Linked DNA regions of Mus musculus: region 2 is linked to region 1. Evidence: chromatin contacts called from public HiChIP or PLAC-seq data. All regions are on one chromosome and are shown on one strand. The core of a region is the stretch at or near the end of the contact, and the rest is flanking DNA. Distances in the headings are between cores, read along the strand shown. Region 1 overlaps Cabin1 (calcineurin binding protein 1). Region 2 holds the start of Chchd10 (coiled-coil-helix-coiled-coil-helix domain containing 10).

Evidence for each region. HiChIP or PLAC-seq counts read pairs in DNA pulled down with a chosen protein or histone mark.
Region 2: an H3K4me3 HiChIP or PLAC-seq map of stem cell-derived neural progenitor cells shows a contact between it and region 1, with 22 read pairs. The contact joins the promoter of Chchd10 here to the enhancer-like site in region 1. A contact is called at or near these places in 3 of 39 promoter capture datasets (the C10 cell line and epiblast stem cells), 7 of 115 datasets of contacts at active chromatin or transcription factors (bone marrow-derived macrophages, double positive thymocytes, embryonic stem cells and 2 more) and 3 of 9 other capture datasets (adipose tissue, liver and pancreatic islet).

Annotation. Positions count from the first base shown.
Region 1 is chr10:75,683,091-75,687,516 of GRCm38.p6, reverse strand. Cabin1 (calcineurin binding protein 1) reads left to right here. Exons shown (of 37, transcript NM_172549.3): 29 at 3,112-3,225. Among named protein-coding and RNA genes, the nearest start is that of Gm40696, 12 kb to the left of the region's middle. Within about 2 kb of position 3,121, at least 58 of the 459 cell types and tissues checked have an H3K27ac peak or open chromatin away from gene starts, as enhancers often do. A contact at or near this core is called in stem cell-derived neural progenitor cells, where this site is marked.
Region 2 is chr10:75,930,659-75,934,640 of GRCm38.p6, reverse strand. Chchd10 (coiled-coil-helix-coiled-coil-helix domain containing 10) reads right to left here and starts at 1,511. Exons shown (of 5, transcript NM_175329.4): 1 at 1,143-1,511. It overlaps Mmp11 (matrix metallopeptidase 11), which reads left to right and starts at 2,139. Exons shown (of 8, transcript NM_008606.3): 1 at 2,139-2,307. The coding sequence starts at 2,188.

The DNA.
Region 1 (4,426 bases), core at 1,872-4,371:
GGCTACCTTTACCTACAGGTCTCTTATGAGCCCAGCATTTTCTGGGGGACCACTGTCACTGGTTTTCTGACCAGTGAAAGAGACACAGGCACAGGACATCATCTAGGTCATCTACACAGCAGTGGTGTGTGGTGTCTGAGGCCAGGGCTCCCTTATAGCTAGGACTGGGCACCACAGGTGCTCTGAAGGTAAAGTAATTCCGCTTCCCTTGCACTGTATGTGCAGGTTAGAAGGTACAGGTAGGGATGTTGGCTGCCCCACCGAAGGCTTCAGTTCCTATGCAAGACGGGAGTCTCAGGGTCCTGGTAACTGTGGCAGCCAGCCTGGTGTCTACTGTATTGGAGTGATAGGAGTTTGGAACAAGTTAGCAGACAAACTCAGCAGTTGAGGTCAGGCCAAGAGTATAAGACTGTCTAGCTTCACTGGCACTGGTCTTGTGGGTAGCTGAGGCAGCCACCTCAGCTTCTTCTTGCTTTCAGACTACACCAAAGTCTCCTAGTTGTTTATTCTGGGCACGTGAGGAGCCTGCTTCCCTCCCTCCAGTTTCTGCTTCTTCCTGCCATTGCACCTCAGACTGTTGAGTTGGCCGAGGCCCAGTGCCTTCCATTTCCTGAAAGCCCCAGATCCACTTGTCTTTCATCCTCCTCACAGACAGCTGTCTCTTGCTGGTTCTGGGAGCTTGGTCAAGCTCTGGAACTTTTCCTTGGCCTCAGTTTTCTTGTTGCAAAGTGGGAGTTTTGTAGCTCAGAAGGAATTAGGGTGCAGTGCTCACCCTGCCGACGTGGTCACCTACTCTCACCTTGAAAGTACCACATTAGAACTGCAGGAAAGAAAGAAAGAGGCCCACCAAGAGGCCACCCATCTCCAGCCCTCCCTGGGGTGGCACCAGCCAAATCTCCTGACAGTTTCCTGAGCCTTTTGAGCTCCCATCTGGGCCTCAGGTGTAATTAGCTGGGAGCCCCCGGGAGCCTCTATCCTTTTGTGCTTCGCCATCAGTCAGTGAGTTCATGCCTGTCTTTGGCAATCTGAACAACTGGAGAATGTGCTCTACACAGAGCGCAGAGCCCCGTCCAAGCTGAGTTTAGCAGGCAGTGTTTTCTGAATTCTTCCCAGGCATTGGGAAACTTCTCCTGCTGCCCCTTTGTGAGTCAGGAAGGAGTTCGGATGGATCCTCATCTAACAGCCTAGCAAGGCAGCCACCTCCCCCCATCCCCCTTGTACCAGCACTGCTCTCTCCCTTCCCCAGCTAAAAAGGAGGTCTTTTCACCTTGGTTTTCTTTTTCTTTCTTTTTTGTTTTTGGCTTTTTTGAGACAGGGTTTCTCTGTATAGCCCTGGCTGTCCTGGAACTCACTTTGTAGACCAGGCTGGCCTCGAACTCAGAAATCCGCCTGCCTCTGCCTCCGAGTGCTGGGGTTAAAGGCGTGCGCCACCACGCCCGCTCGGCTTCCCCATGGTTTTCTTAAGGAGGTGGTGGCCACTGTGAAGATGCTTCTTGAGCCCTGGTCTATCTCCTTCCCACCTCAGGTCATCAGGACACTGCCGACAAGTCCCTTAGTGTCACAGTGCTGTGGTAACCTTTTCCAGGCCTGTGCAGCACTGAGCTGGTCCATGTCCTGGGTTTCCTGGGGTTTGACTCACCTCAGGGGGAGTCTACTCAGGCCAGGCAGAGTGCTTCACAGGGGACCACACCTCGCTCTTGTGTGAACAAGCTGGACTCTTACCATAGTCCATTCATGGTGCAAGCCATAGCCCAGGTGTCAGCTTTGTGCCCAGCTTCCGGAAGTCAGGGGGAGTACAGGAGGAATTAGAATTACAGGTAGGGGTTTGAATATGGTTCAGGATTAGAATTCCAGGCTTGTATGACCAAGGTCCTGGGTTTGACTCCCAGCCCTGCAAAAATAAATTACTGATTTAAATAAATTTTTAAAAAATCTCCAGGAATGGTAGTGCATGCCTGTAGTGCCGGTGCTTGCTCAGCAAGTATCAGCAAGAAGACCAAGACGTTGGGCCACCCTGGGTAACTTAGTGAGTTTCTCAAAATTAAGGAGGAAAAAAAACGTCTAGGCTACAGCTCGGTGGGAGAGAAAGGGCTGCACCGTAGGCTGTGCTTCAGTGGCAGCATGCTTACCTGCTGTGTGCAAGCCTGTGTTCAATCCCCAGTACTGCACAGAAACGAAACTCCCCGAGACCCTGCAAGTGCTCTCCTGTCTTATGCTCTGTGTCGTGCTCTGTGAATGTCTGACTATGACTGGTTGGACCAGGCATGGGGACTATCCACCTGGCCTAAGCATCTCCCCAAGAAGAGCCTGACTGAGTTGTCACTAAGACCCAGGCTTCATGACTGAGCATTGCTGTGTGTGCCTCGAGCTTCATTCCTAGGCTCCTGCACCCCTAACAGCTTTGATGGGCAAGCTAGGCTACTCTTGGTTTTTATTCCTTCCCTTTAACTGTGCAGAGCCTATCCTGTCTCTGCTCTGCTCTGTTTCTTTGTGGCTACCCCTTCCTCTTCAAGCCTGAGGTAATGGCAGCAGAGGTGGGGGTATCGAGGGGCAGTAGGAGCTCAGGAAGGGTGAAGGACCCTTGGACCCGAAGGTGCCTTCCCACTCCCTGTACCTTTCAGGAGGCTACAAGTAGCAACAAGATGCTCCACTGCCAAGAGAGCCTGGGCCCCACTGTGACTAAAGCCCAGTCCCTGAGGCAGCTCTACCACAGTGTATAGGAAGTAAGGATTCCTGGTAAATGAGTAGGGTTTGTTTGCATACAGGGCCAATAGGGGTTCCCAGTAAATGCGGGCACTGAGTCTGCACAGCAGTTTTTTAGGGTTGGGCAAGGTGAGAGGTCTCTATGCCCACTGCCTTATGTAATCTGAGGCCACATTCCTAAGTCAGCTTTGGTGAACAACAACAAAAATCATTTCCAAAAACGCATCCCACAGCGCAGTGCTCAGAGCTCTTGTCCAAAGCCTCCTGGAACAGTAGGATCAATGTCTGCACAGCTATTGTTCACCACAATTTTTGCCAGTGCAGCCATGAAGAAGGGACCACCTGCCTTCCCATGGGCACCCTGAGCAGCCCACACACTCACTTCCAACCTACTTCTTGTTTCCCCAGAACCTCCAGTGGGCCCGTGATGTGTTGCTAGGCAGCAGTATCCCATGGCAACAGCTGCAGCACATGCCGGCACAGGGGCTCTTCTGCGAGAGGAACAAGACCAATTTCTTCAACGTGAGTACTTTGCCCTGTTGATTTCCGAGGCTGCTTGCTGCCACTGCGTCTCACTAGAGACACACCCTGGTCAGGTGTTTGCATCACCCTCAGAGGGCAGACTGACAAGAGAATCAAAACTGATAAGGGGCTGTGATTACTGAGTGACTTGTAGCGAGTCACTACTTCCTCTGGCATTAGGGAGAGGCATGGATGAGCTCTGTGTGTCCTCTAGAGCCCTGGGTGTTCAGGGGCATAATGGGCAAGCAGAGGGCTTGAGGCTAAAGCTCTGGAACAGGCCATGTCCTCCCTCATGTGATCTTGGGCACCAAGAAGCTTCTCACTAAGGCTAACTCTCCTGCTCGAGAACTAAGTTTTCCCAAAGCTGGGCCTTCAGTGCCCTTCCAACTAGCCTTGCCATTCCACTAACGGGAGAGCAGCATTCGTGATTGAGATGTCACTCAACTTCTAGGGCTGCTCCTGTTTGCCTCCTCAGCAGCAGCCAGCCCAGCCTTTCCACACGCATTCTGCCCTACCCACGACCATCTCTCCTCTTTAACCCCAGTCTAGTTCTCCATCCTCTCTCTGCACCCCTGAGCCTGGCTGGTCCCACCTGGGTAGCCTTGGCATGTCACATGACCCTCTTAGCTTTGGTTTCTTTTTATCCTGATTTCTTGATATTCAGAGAGAAATGTAAGGACAAGGTTTGCCTTCGAAGGTACTGTCTGGCAGGAGGGCTATGGTAGAGCCATCTCCTTAAGGTGTAGATCTGTCAGGGCCTTCACTGAGAGCTAGCCAAGGGGTAAGAGTGCCCAATTCCATGGCTTGTCCTTTCTCCCAGCCTGTAAGTTTGGGGTCTGTACCTCAACTAAAATTCCTGTCTGGGGCACTCAAATCTAGAACGCAGTACTTTCCTGTGCTCTGAATATTGTTTATAGGCAGGCCGTAGATGTCATTGCTAATCAGACTTCATGGTACTAACAAATTTGCTGTGAAAAAGCACCCGCAAACCTCTGTGCCCAGCCCATAGCCCTGCTGCACACCATGGGTGGGTCTTTGTTCCGTGTATGTCCTTCCAGAAGGCCTTTCATAAGCCAGTGTGCATATCTATACATGAGGTATAGAAGCACATACAATCCTACAATTCTACCCCTAGGCATGCGCCCCCCCCTAAATTTGTTTTCTCTCTAATAGCATCTCTGTATTTTAATATTCTTCCTAT
Region 2 (3,982 bases), core at 262-2,761, 250 kb before region 1:
GTTAAGAGTGCCGACTGCTCTTCTGAAGGTCCCGAGTTCAAATCCCAGCAACCACATGGTGGCTCACAACCATCCATAACGAAATCTGATGCCCTCTTCTTGAGTGTCTGAAGACAGCTACAGTGTACTTACATATAATAAATAAATAAATCTTTTAAAAAAATGTGCTGTTGTAGAAAATTAAAAAAAAAAAGGGGGGGGCAGGCTTGAGCAGACCCCACTGGCTTATCTATTTGGCCTCTGCTTACCTTGTATCCAGTAGGCAAGTGGTAACATTCTTCCAGCTTCAACCCCTTCTGTGGGCCTCCGTGGCTAGCCCACCTTCCAGATCCTCTACTAAGTGTGGTAATGTGGGGTAATGGGGCAGGTTGGGGGGTAAGGGGGTGGGAAGTGGAGGGTGGGGGGGGTGGGGGGTCTGGCTGATAAGCTGCAAGTTCCTCAGAAAATAGTCGTGCATCCCTGGCAACACTGAAGGCTGTTTAGGTTGCACAAATAAATGTTTTAGGGTTTGGGGGTTCTTTTGTTGAGACAGGATCTTCATATAGCCTGGCTCACTCTGTAGAGCAGGTTGGTCTCAAACCCACAGAAATCCACTTGCTTCTGTCTCCCAAATGTCAGGATTAAAGGCATGCATCCAATGAAGAGTTTATTTTTAAAATGCTATGCATGGTGGTGCATGCCTTTAATAGAGGCAGATCTCTGAGTTCAAGGCCAGCCTACTCTACAGAGTCCCAGGATTGCCAGGGCTACACAGAGAAACCCACTCTTGGGGGTGGAGGGTAGGACTATGAATGCCTCATCCATTTTATGATTCTTTGACCAACACTGCTGAGATGAGTCTGAACCAGACCTGGAAATTCTAGCTATGATGATACATGCTTGCAGTCCTATCAGTCAGAATAGGCAAAGACAGGAATCTTGAGTTGGAGGCCTGCCTGGGCTACATGTACACATACTAGACTCTGTCAAAAAAAAGAGAGAGAGAGAGAGAGAGAGAGAGAGAGAGAGAGAGAGAGAGAGACTCTGTCATAAAAAAAAGAAAAGAGGGGTGGGTGGGAAGGGAGGAAGGACGACGGGAAGGAATGGCAGCCTTTAAAAGGTGAGGCTTTTTAAAAGATTGCAGATGGCCAAGTAAAACTTACCACTCTCTGCCCCTACTTTGCAGCAGCTCAGGGCCCCACTGGCCCACCAGAATTCAGAAGAGAGCTGAAGGCCTGGTGGAAGAGGCCTGCAGTGCCTTGTAGAGCCATTGTCATCCAAGAGGGAACACTGCACAGTTGGACACTCGCTGCAGAGATTAGAGTAGTTGAACTGTTTTCAGCACGTAGACCTCCCTCTCAGATGTGATTCTGTCCCTGTCTCAGATGGCTGAGCCTGACTGGTCAGGAAAAGCCTGTTGGCTAGTGTGCCCCCCGGCCAGGGAACAACCTGAGATTCCAGTGTCCAACTCAAACATCCCTGACCCTTTCCTCCCAGCCAACTGACCCAGTTGCCTGCTAGTAGAGAAAAAATCTGGTCCCTCCCTCCAAGATCCTCGCTGACTGCCTCTGGTCTGAAATTGTTAAGTGTGCGCATTTGCATCAGCCATTTGCATCAGCGTGTGCCAAGTGTCAGTAGAGGTCAGAAGAAGGCATCAGTTCCTAGATGGCCACCCTGTGGGTGCTAGGAACGGGAGCCAGGTTTCTCTGCAGGAGCAACAAGTGCTCCTAACCACTGATCCATCTTTCCAGACCCGTCTCTGTTTTGTTTTAAGGTGTGGGGACTGGCCAACTTCCGCCATATGCCTCAGTTTCCCCTGAGGTCACATTTCAATAGTCCGCTCCTTGCAAGAGCTATTGTACCACTTTCCTGTTAGCTAGGGCTGTTTAGATTGGGGATCTGACCACCTGCCACAGGCTAAAACAAGTCAAGCCACCATGGAGAGACCTGGCGAAGGATGAGACTTCTGAAGTGGGGCTGGAGAGCAGAATTGAGCTCTCCCCGGCTCTCACTAGTTCTAAGGGACCCAGCCCCTCCGGGCACTCCTCCCTAACTCAGACCGCTGCTGCAGGCCGGTTGAGTTTAGAACAAAAGGCAGGGGGAGGCGGGGCGGTGGGGGGTGCGGTCCCGGCGCCGGCGGGGGCGGGGCGAATGCTATAAGGGGCGGCGGCCCGGCCTGGCCCAGCAGGCCCAGCAGCCCCGGGGCGGATGGCACGGGCCGCCTGTCTCCTCCGCGCGATTTCGCGCGTCCTCCTGCTCCCGCTGCCTCTGCTGCTCCTGTTGCTGCTGCTCCTGCCGTCGCCGCTGATGGCCCGGGCCAGGCCACCGGTGAGTGCCCGCCACTCCTCCCCGAGGGAGGGCTGGGCACGCGGGCTGGGCCCACTGGCTGAGCTTGACCCACCAAGCGAGCTCCCTGGCTACCCTAGTGCAGTCTGTCCCCGAAATGCCTTCTGGGTCTCTCTGAGCGTACTATAATGAGCTTCCCGTGGTTGGCAGTGTGCAAGTGGAGCTGGTGAGACGCGTCTCTGCGCTGAACTCAGTTTGGAGACCGGCTTCTCCAGCCCCCAGCTAGGGATGCTGGAGTGTGTGTTGATAGAGGTAGCAGAGGGAGTGGATGCCAAGGCCCCTTGTTCATCACTGGAATGAAGCAAAGCAAGTCTGGGGGGAGGGGGGAGCAAAAAGGGGCAGCCTCCGGGTGTGTGGTTCCAGTAAGCACCCCTGCAAGGTGTGTACCGTGGATGGAGAATAAAGGAAGAGCTAGGAAGGAGAAAATGGGGCCCAAGTTGAGAGAGGTGCCCCAGCTTGCAGGAGACAAGTCTGGGAGTCCTGGTAGCCGACAGAAAATGCACCTGAGAGAGATAGTGTGTGCGAGCATCAGGTGCAGTCAGAATAGAAGGGAGCACCGGGGGAACAAAAGCATAAAGAAGAAGAGAAAGGAAAGGGGGTGCAAAGAGGCAAAGGGGAAGAAGAGAGATTGAGGGTTTCCCAGCCTGTGTGTCCCAATGGCTGCATCCTTCTTCCAGCTTGGTCTCTGAGGCACCTGTCAGAGTAGAGACTAAGCTGTGCTGGGGCTGGAGCTGGAACCACTACAGATCTACAATGCCCACGGGGTACCGTGCCCTCAGTAGCCAGCTAAGGCAGCCGGCCAGCTCAAGGAATGATGGATGGGAGGAAGGTATGATAGGCAGGTGTCCCAGGACAGGTCCAGCCATACCAATCCATCTGCCAGTTTTGCTGCACACTGGAAGAGAAAGGGTTTGGAAAGGGGAGTGGGTATTGTGGATCAGGACCTCCTCAAGCAAAACATGGAGTTCCCTGTTCTAGAACTCGGAGCGGAGCGCAGTCGTTAATCCCCTCCCTCCCCCCATCCGTACCCCCACCCACTCCCACCCCCGCAGAAGCCAGCGATAGAACTCATGCCTTCGAGAATTGCACTTCTCCTGACTTCTTACTAAGGGGGCAAAGCAGGAAAGAGCACCGGTACCTCCTGTTGGGCATTTAGGATAAAAGACGAGGCAAACCACACCAATGCTTGCTTGTACAGGGCTTGGGGGGGCAAGCCTGGGGTGGGATCCGAGCCGAGGATCTGTCACACTTTAGATGCGCAGAAAGGGTTGGTCACCTCTAACGCTTTTATCCCTAGACTGCCATCGGCGGGGCCAAAAGAGCTCGGTAAATATTTATTCACCCCAGCCCCCAGCTTGTGAAAAATCCACCACCTAGCAGCCAGGGAAGCTGCCCTTCCTTCTGGAGCTAGTAGGGATGGGTGGGAAGGGGTTAGGCAGAAGCACAAGGGTGGTCTGTGTATCAGTTGCGTGTATGGTTTGGGCTGTTTCCTTATCTCCTGCTCCGTTGCCTCTCACGGATACCTACTACTGACCTGTTTCATCCCCATTAGACCAAAAGCAAACTGAGGTTCAGGAAGGGACCGCTTGATCTTCCCCAGTGGTTTCCTAGTCTGGGGCTCCTTTCTTAACTACCTTCCACTAGGTTCCTCCCCATG